Regions from separate parts of the Zea mays genome. Here region 1 is linked to region 2. Evidence: chromatin contacts called from public Hi-C data. All regions are on one chromosome and are shown on one strand. The core of a region is the stretch at or near the end of the contact, and the rest is flanking DNA. Distances in the headings are between cores, read along the strand shown.

Region 1 (3,634 bases), core at 715-3,214, 170 kb after region 2:
TTTTTTGAAGAAATACACCAATTAATTAAATTTTAACATAATACCGAATGTTTGTAGTAATGATAAGCACATCCTGTTCTTATAATAACCTTATTTATCTAGAGCAAATACCGATGATGTTTTACGTAAGTCCATTTGCTATCCTAAAATAACTGTCTCTTTTGTTTAGAAAAAAAACGCAGGAATATTTACGCCATCATTTTGCGAGGGAAAAAGTCTGCCTGGTGGCCCAGGCGCTGATCTCAATCTCGCCACCAGCCCAGGTCATCATTTGAGCATTAGTTTTACGTAAGTCCAAATTTTCGTATGCATGCGTCATTTGAGCATTAGTTTGCAGATGATTCGTCCTTTCTTCGAGAAGCTTAATGCATCGTGTCGTGCTGTGGCGTGGCTAATCAGCGACCCAGGTACTACACTTGATGTCTAATCGTGTCATTTCGGCACTATACGACACTAATACTTAACAATATCCATGTCTATTCCACTTTAAGAGCTCAAAAAATATAGAAGATCTTTAAGACTATATATATATAATTTTAAAACTTGAATATTTATACTATTATAAAGTGAATTTATTATGTTTAAAAACATAATAAATTACAATTTACAAATCACATGTGCACATCACAATCACATCTGTATATCACCGGTTGGTTTTAAGTCGTGCCTAATGCGAAAGGACCTCTAGTTGAGTAGATTAGGTGATTAGAGTAGAACTCCTTAGGTTCGGGTTCGACTTTCCGTAGGAGCGAATTTCAAGTTGTGGTTAAAAAATCCACTTGTCTATCCTACGTTAAAACACAGGTCTAAGGCCCGGTCCCAGTCGCGGTCGTTCTCACATGGACTTCGGTGTCGATATGTATGTGTGGGTATGGGTTCGGGGGTTTTTCTCGACCTGTATGAAAAGGTCTTCTTCTTAATAACTGTCTTACCCCTCGTAAGTCGAGTTTTTATGTTGTGCCTAATTGAGCGGGCCACTTAATTGTGCTGGGTGGTGGCCTAAGCACGACATTAGACAAGTGTCGTATCGACATTGACACTATCTACCTGATTGATACCTGCGTGTGTGCAACCGGCCTCACGCGAGCCTGCTCCCGCAGATACAGAGGTTTCACGTGTATCGGCGGATGCAGGACAAAAGCTTCCCGCGAAGACGTGACTGCACCTGTACATGCAGGTCTGGCCACCTGCATACGGGCAAACAAACACGCGCAACAACCTGGTCAACGCATGCCGCATATGCGCGTAACCAAACACACGATATATGAATCGTGTCTGTGCCGTACTGAAGTATCACGAGTCGTGTCGTGCTTAGTGTCAGCTCATTTAGCACGACTTAATTGGTCATCTATAATTTATATTATAGTAAAAAGGGTTAGACAAAATATTTTAGAAAGAATTGAACAAAATCAATTATCCATATGTCTCTAAATTTCATCTTTTTTCCTTAGATTACAATTTCGAAGTTCGAGATTTTCAAATGCCGAATATCAACTTTTAAAAGTCATACGGCGGTTCATAGCACTATTTATATACTTGTCCTTATCCTTACGAGTCACAGCACTGCTGATACAACTCCAAAGCTACCACTCCAAAGCTTCCACGACTCCGCCGTTGCCGGCGGCCGCCGTCACGGGACCCCACGGCGTGGGCGCAGCTTCGTCACCAACCACGTCACCACCTCCCACGCGCTGCGCGTTGGCCGCGCCTGGCCTAGTCATCAGACTCTCCACGTGCTGCCGTCACGGACCGGCCGTCCCGACCAGAGGCCCGGGGGCGTGTCGGGCCCACCGAACCACCTCAACCGCGGCTGACGCCACGCCACGCCACCGCGGCGCGGTTGGCGCGAACCCTGCGGTCGCCGTCGTCCTCTCGGCCTATCTCACACACACTATGACGGCATCCCCGTCCGTCGCTGACCTCACCGCCCTTTATATATCAGGCTGCTACTCCTCCTGCTGCCCATCACACGACGCCACAAATCGCAACTCCCAACCGAAACGAGAACAAGGACGCCGTGTAAAAACTCGCGCGCGCCCCAGGAAGGAGAGGAAGAGGGAGTAATGTACCAGGCCATCCCGTACAGCGCCGGCCGGCCGTGGCCGCGGCCCGCGCCGGCGATGGGCGTCGAGGCCGCGGCGGCGGTGGCGGAGGAGGAGAGGCTGCTCGCGGCTGCACAGCAGCAGCAGCCGTCGGCGGGGGCGGAGGCGGCGGCGAGGGGGGAGGAGGTGCGACGGGCGGTGGCGGAGTGCCCCGTGCTCGTGGTGGGGAAGCGCGGGTGCTGCCTCAGCCACGTGGTGAAGCGGCTGCTGCAGGGTCTCGGGGTCAACCCCGCCGTGCACGAGGTCGCCGACGGCGCCGAGGCGAAGCTTATTGCCGGGGTCGTCGACGGCGGCGGCGACGTTGCCCTCCCGGCCGTGTTCGTCGGGGGCAGGCTCCTCGGCGGCCTCGACCGGCTCATGGCCGTGCACATCTCCGGCGACCTCGTGCCCATACTCAAGGACGCCGGCGCGCTGTGGCTCTGATGAGAGGACCAAGGCGTTCGTAGTCTCGCTCCCCCGTCCATCCTTCCTTGGCCTCTCCATCGTCGTCAGCTCCCCTTGTCCATGTTATTTTTAACTTGTTATTTTTACTCTATTAAATAGACCAGATAGGCATGCATATAGGACTTTTAACTCTTTCGGTAGAAACAGAATATTAGGTAGTTAGAACAATGGAGTACGTGTGTTAAGCGATTTACAGTATATATTTATCTTGGTTTCCCGTCATGTGAATATGAAAGAGTGCTGAAATTACCTGAGCTTTGAGTCCTGGACGTGTCATAATTGCACAGCAGTCAGTACAACTCATGAACGGTACAGGTCATCGGCTGCCGACTGGATTGGGATTTTCCTCCACACAAACCTTTTCTTTTTGCACAGAAAAAAATAGCACAGGTGTTCGACAAGGACGTGCGGATATGTCGTGTGATCATCACTCCCGTGATGTACGCGCGTCAGCTCGACATGATCACATATTAAATTCCGTTTAAGTTTCCTAATCTAGAAATGATTTACCGACACAGCGCCGAGAATTTTGCAACCATGGCACTTCCTTCGGCGGGCTTCAGATTATTGGCACCGCGATCGTCATAATTGAATCCGTGGCATTATAATCTCGACCGTTTTAAAAAATGGCATCGCGCTGCATTGATGGTCATTAGCATTTTTCGTGTGCCCGTCGTGCCCTCGCTCCGTTCGCTCTGTTACTTCTCTGGCCGCCGTCTTCGAGCGTCTTCCATTCTCCCTTCCCTGGCCGTCGTCTTCCTCGTCTCTCTTATCCATGTAGGGGTTGACGAGCGTCTCCGGCGGGTACTGGTCGATGCAGTCCTCCCACGCGCCGGCGTCGGCGAGGTCCCTGGTCACCTCCCAGTAGCAGCTGTTGCACTTGAAGCTGGAGCCGAAGGTGACCATGAGCATCCTGTCCCCGCGCTTGAGCCTCCACTTCGCCTCCATGTAGGAGAGCATGTACCAGAGGCTGCTCGCGGACGTGTTCCCCCACCGGTGAAGCGTCATCCCGGATGGCTCCACGTCGTGGGCGGTGAGCCCCAGGCTCTTCCTCATCGCCTCGATCACCACCGTCCCGCCAGGGTGGA
Region 2 (3,857 bases), core at 768-3,267:
TCTCTTCTTTTGTTAGCAGAATCAGTAGTGCTCCGTTTGCTTCAGCGTTGTTTCAGTTCAGTGTGCGTTTTTAAAATTTCAAAAGTCCCATCTTGCAGCGGCTCCACCCCGGGGCCCTCTTACAATTCAGTGATTTAGCAGGCCATGTGACTGGAAAATGCATGCTTAGCCCGGCCCCAGAGCCCAAACAGGCCCAGGAAGAGCCCGCACTCAGCGCAGCCCTGTCCAGACCCAGAGCCACGAAGCTTCATTTAACTTGTGCGGTTCGCGTGATAGTGCTTGCGGCCGCAAGTGACGGTGGGTTTGGTGGTGCTGGTGCTGCTGCTGGAGCGTAGCGTGTGATTGAACCCGGGCGAGGTGAGACTGTGAGAGCGATGGCATGTCCGTCAGCGTGTGGTCGCCAACGCCGAGCAGCTCTCGTTGAGCCGTCGGTTTTCTTCGATCTCTTCTCCCGGCCTCAGCTCAAGCTTGTTGTTCAAGTGGCGACGGGTGCCTCAGTGCTCACCTGTCGCCGGCCGACGTTATTTTTTTCTCGCACGCAGCGTCCGTCCAGTGTCTCGCTCGCGTACGCTCAGTAGTCATACGCACATGGCGAGATCTGCAGGGGCCAAATCCCGATCCGATCACTCGGCGATGGACTTTAATTACCCAGCTCTCGTCGAATCCACCACACTTCTGAAAGTCTCAACTCAAACCAGAGATTTCCCATGACACCATGTCCAATTGTCCACTGTACTTGGCAGCTTCAGATTTCCTTTTTAGAGTTATTATATTATGTGCTGTCGAGGGCTTGAGAACACCATGTCCAATTGTCCACTGTACTTGGCAGCTTCTGCTTGGCGTGTCGCCGAAGACGAACGGGACTGTCGATTGAGCGGGCCTTGCTGATCGGCGGTCCTTCTCCGGCCGCTGCCGCATCGCCGTCGCCGGTATCTCCCTCGCGCGCCTTCGTCTCTGCCTACTTCCACTCCACCGCTGCTTTCTATGACCGCCCCCCTCGCATTTTCCACGCCGCTGCAGACGCAAATACGCACTGGCGTAGCCACCGCCCACCAATTTCCGCGGCGGTTGGTTCAGGGAAACCCAGCAGATCTGCACAGCAGCGTTCAATAAGATTTTCACTGTAAGAATTCAGACCTCTAGTAAGAATTCAGTGTAATTCAGGAGGGGGCTGCTGTTTGCATCGTATATACACGCCGGACGGGTTTTCAGTGCGCACGTCGTCGTGGCCGCGTTGCGCAGACGCTGTCACTGCATTTACAGCTGTGGTCTGAAGCTGACACGCAGCTTGCATTAGAAGAAGAAAGCAGGGGCGTAGACTGTCGGTGGGATTCGTCTTTGCCCAGTTGCCTCTCAAACACAGCATGATTACCATATTATTCTTTTCTTTTCTTTTTATTATTAGTACAGACAAATCAGCATACGTACATGATGCAGCACTGCATAGCTGTCAAGCAGCCACTTTGTTTGTCTTTCCCCGCGCTAGCTGATGAATATACAGAAACTCCCAGTCCCAGCCGACAGAACTGTCGCGGCCACCATATGCACGGCATACATACAGATGAGAGGCCAGGCCAGGCTGTACACAGATCCAAAGAAACATCTTGCACTGTATCGATGTAGAGAAAGGAAAAACGAAAAAAAGAAGGGAAAAGGAGATATTTGGGGCTCCCTTTTTGCGTTGCAGTTGCAGTGCCATTGCAGGTAGGACATCACTCTCTGGCAAGTTGGCAAGCCTGACTCGACGCCACATGCGGCAGCCCGCAAGTACGTACGTGCAATCGTGCATACGCATACGAGCAGAGTACAGGCACGCCTACCTGTATGGCGCTACCAACGTGCTGTCATGGTAGCTTGCTGAGCTGAAGCTCCGGTCCGGTGGTTGGAGGATCACATCGCGGCGCACGTAAAGAGAGAAGAGCGCTGGTTGGGGTGCCGTGACACCTGACTTGCCACGGTCGCAAAGTTCGCCCTATAAGGGCCAGCCAGGCTCGAACGTGCCGGTGCCGGTGCTCCCCGCGCAAACACGCACGCACACTCTGGACGCGCGCTGGCTGGCTGCAACTGCAAGGCGTCGCCACCAACCGCAGCTATAATAGGTGTATTGAACAGGCAGGCAGAGCAGGGCAGGCAGTGTAGGCTCCATCAGATCCAACGCCACCAGCTAGCAGCAGCAGCAGCAGCATGGCCACCACCAGCACGCCTCGCCTCGCCACCCTCCTGGTGCTCCTGGCGGCGGCGTCACCGCTGCTGAGCGCAGCTCAAAAGGCCGCCCCGAAGGCTCCGGCGGCGGCGAAGGCGGCGCCAGGGCCGGCGGCGTCGTCGTCGTCCGGCGCGGGCGCGGCGGACGCGGCCCCTCCCACAGACGTGAACAAGGCGCTCAAGGACGACCAGTTCAGCGAGTTCAAGCAGCTGCTGCACGACACGCGCGTGGACACGCAGATCAACGCGCAGCTGACGGACAGCTACAACGGGCTGACCATCATGGCGCCCACCAACGCCGCCTTCGACAAGATGAAGGCCGGCGTGCTCAACGGGCTGTCGCCGCAGGACCAGATCCAGCTCGTCCTCTACTGCGTGCTGCCCCGCTTCTACAGCCTCTCCATGCTCGGCACCCTCGACGGCAAGGTCAACACGCAGGGCTCCGGCCACGACGGGCCCTACAGGTACGACATCAAGCGGTCGGGCAACAACGTCAACGTGTCCACGGGCGTCAACTGGATGCTGCTGGGCAGCCCCGTCAGCAAGGACTTCCCGCTCGCCATCTACCCCGTCGACAAGGTGCCGCTCCCCTACGAGCTGTTCGGGCCCAAGCCGCCCACCCCGGCGCCCGCGCCGGCCCCGGCACCCGCCAAGTCCAAGACCAAGAAGAAGAAGAAGGCCGCCGGCATCGCCGAGCCGCCCACGGCCGACGACGACACCTCCGCCTCCGACGACCAGAAGGCGGCCGCCACGCCCGGCGCCGCCGGCAGCTGGGCCGCCGCCGCGCTCTCGGCGCTCGCCGCTGCTGCCCTCGGCGCCGGCCTCTTCTGATGGGGAGAGGGAGGATAGAGTCAGTCACCATCGTTCAGATTTGAGATCACACGGCGCGGCGCTACTGCGGTGGCGATCGATCGCTCCTGCGCCGCGCGCCGTGCATTGCCATACAATGTCGCACGGTCGATACGATCATAGAGTTGGTGTGCCCCATCCATCCATGTACCCATCCATGCATTTGTGGCTTTATTAATTCTTTCTTCCCCTTCCTTTCTCTCCCCTTTTCCTTTCGGCGGATTTCTATTGGTGATTTGTATTTGTAACCTAATGTGATGTACACAAGTAGTGCTTCCTCTTTCACTGGATGGATCTTTGGCCTCCGAGATCTGGACCTGCTTTTGTTTGTTTAATCCGAGCGTACTATACGCTTAACATACTAGCTGGTTGCTTGCTGTAGCCGTGTCGCAGTCGCTTGTGTTCCAAGCATTTTCTTGCAGTGAAAAGAGAACAGGGAAGTGCAGACAGTGCAAGAGATCGGACAGACATGTGTGGTAGCAGTGCGTTGGACACCACACATCTTCCCTTTTGCTGCATCATGTCTTTTGCCTGAAACACGCACATAGCAATAGCAGCAGTTCCCTCCTTTGAGATGGCTGGCTGGGTCTGTCAGCCAGCGAGGTAAACCGTGCTCATCAGCAGAGACGCATTATATTATTGGTGGTTGCAACGTGATCCTGGACCCTTTTGCGCTGCCTCACCACAGTCACGTGCAGCCTACCAACTCTGGATCTGGTAGCCGTGGCCTCCCGTTGTTCTCGCGGTGGATTCAAACCGGCCGGTCGGTGATCAGCAGGGGCATGTGATCCTAGTCATGAGTTCTC

Evidence for each region. A called contact is a pair of places that touch in the nucleus more often than the background predicts.
Region 1: a contact with region 2 is called in a Hi-C map of tassel, with 5 times the contacts expected there. The contact joins the promoter of LOC100281023 here to the promoter of LOC100283035 in region 2. A contact is called at or near these places in 5 of 25 Hi-C or Micro-C datasets (bundle sheath, ear, endosperm and 2 more).

Annotation. Positions count from the first base shown.
Region 1 is chr8:71,020,212-71,023,845 of Zm-B73-REFERENCE-NAM-5.0, forward strand. It overlaps LOC100281023 (Grx_I1 - glutaredoxin subgroup III), which reads left to right and starts at 1,965. Exons shown (of 1, transcript NM_001153942.3): 1 at 1,965-2,800. The coding sequence starts at 2,064. The coding sequence ends at 2,525. It also overlaps the pseudogene LOC103636996.
Region 2 is chr8:70,850,129-70,853,985 of Zm-B73-REFERENCE-NAM-5.0, forward strand. LOC100283035 reads left to right here and starts at 2,018. Exons shown (of 1, transcript NM_001155937.2): 1 at 2,018-3,701. The coding sequence starts at 2,185. The coding sequence ends at 3,033. It overlaps LOC109941448 (fasciclin-like arabinogalactan protein 9), which reads left to right. Exons shown (of 1, transcript XM_020542414.3): 1 at 1-106.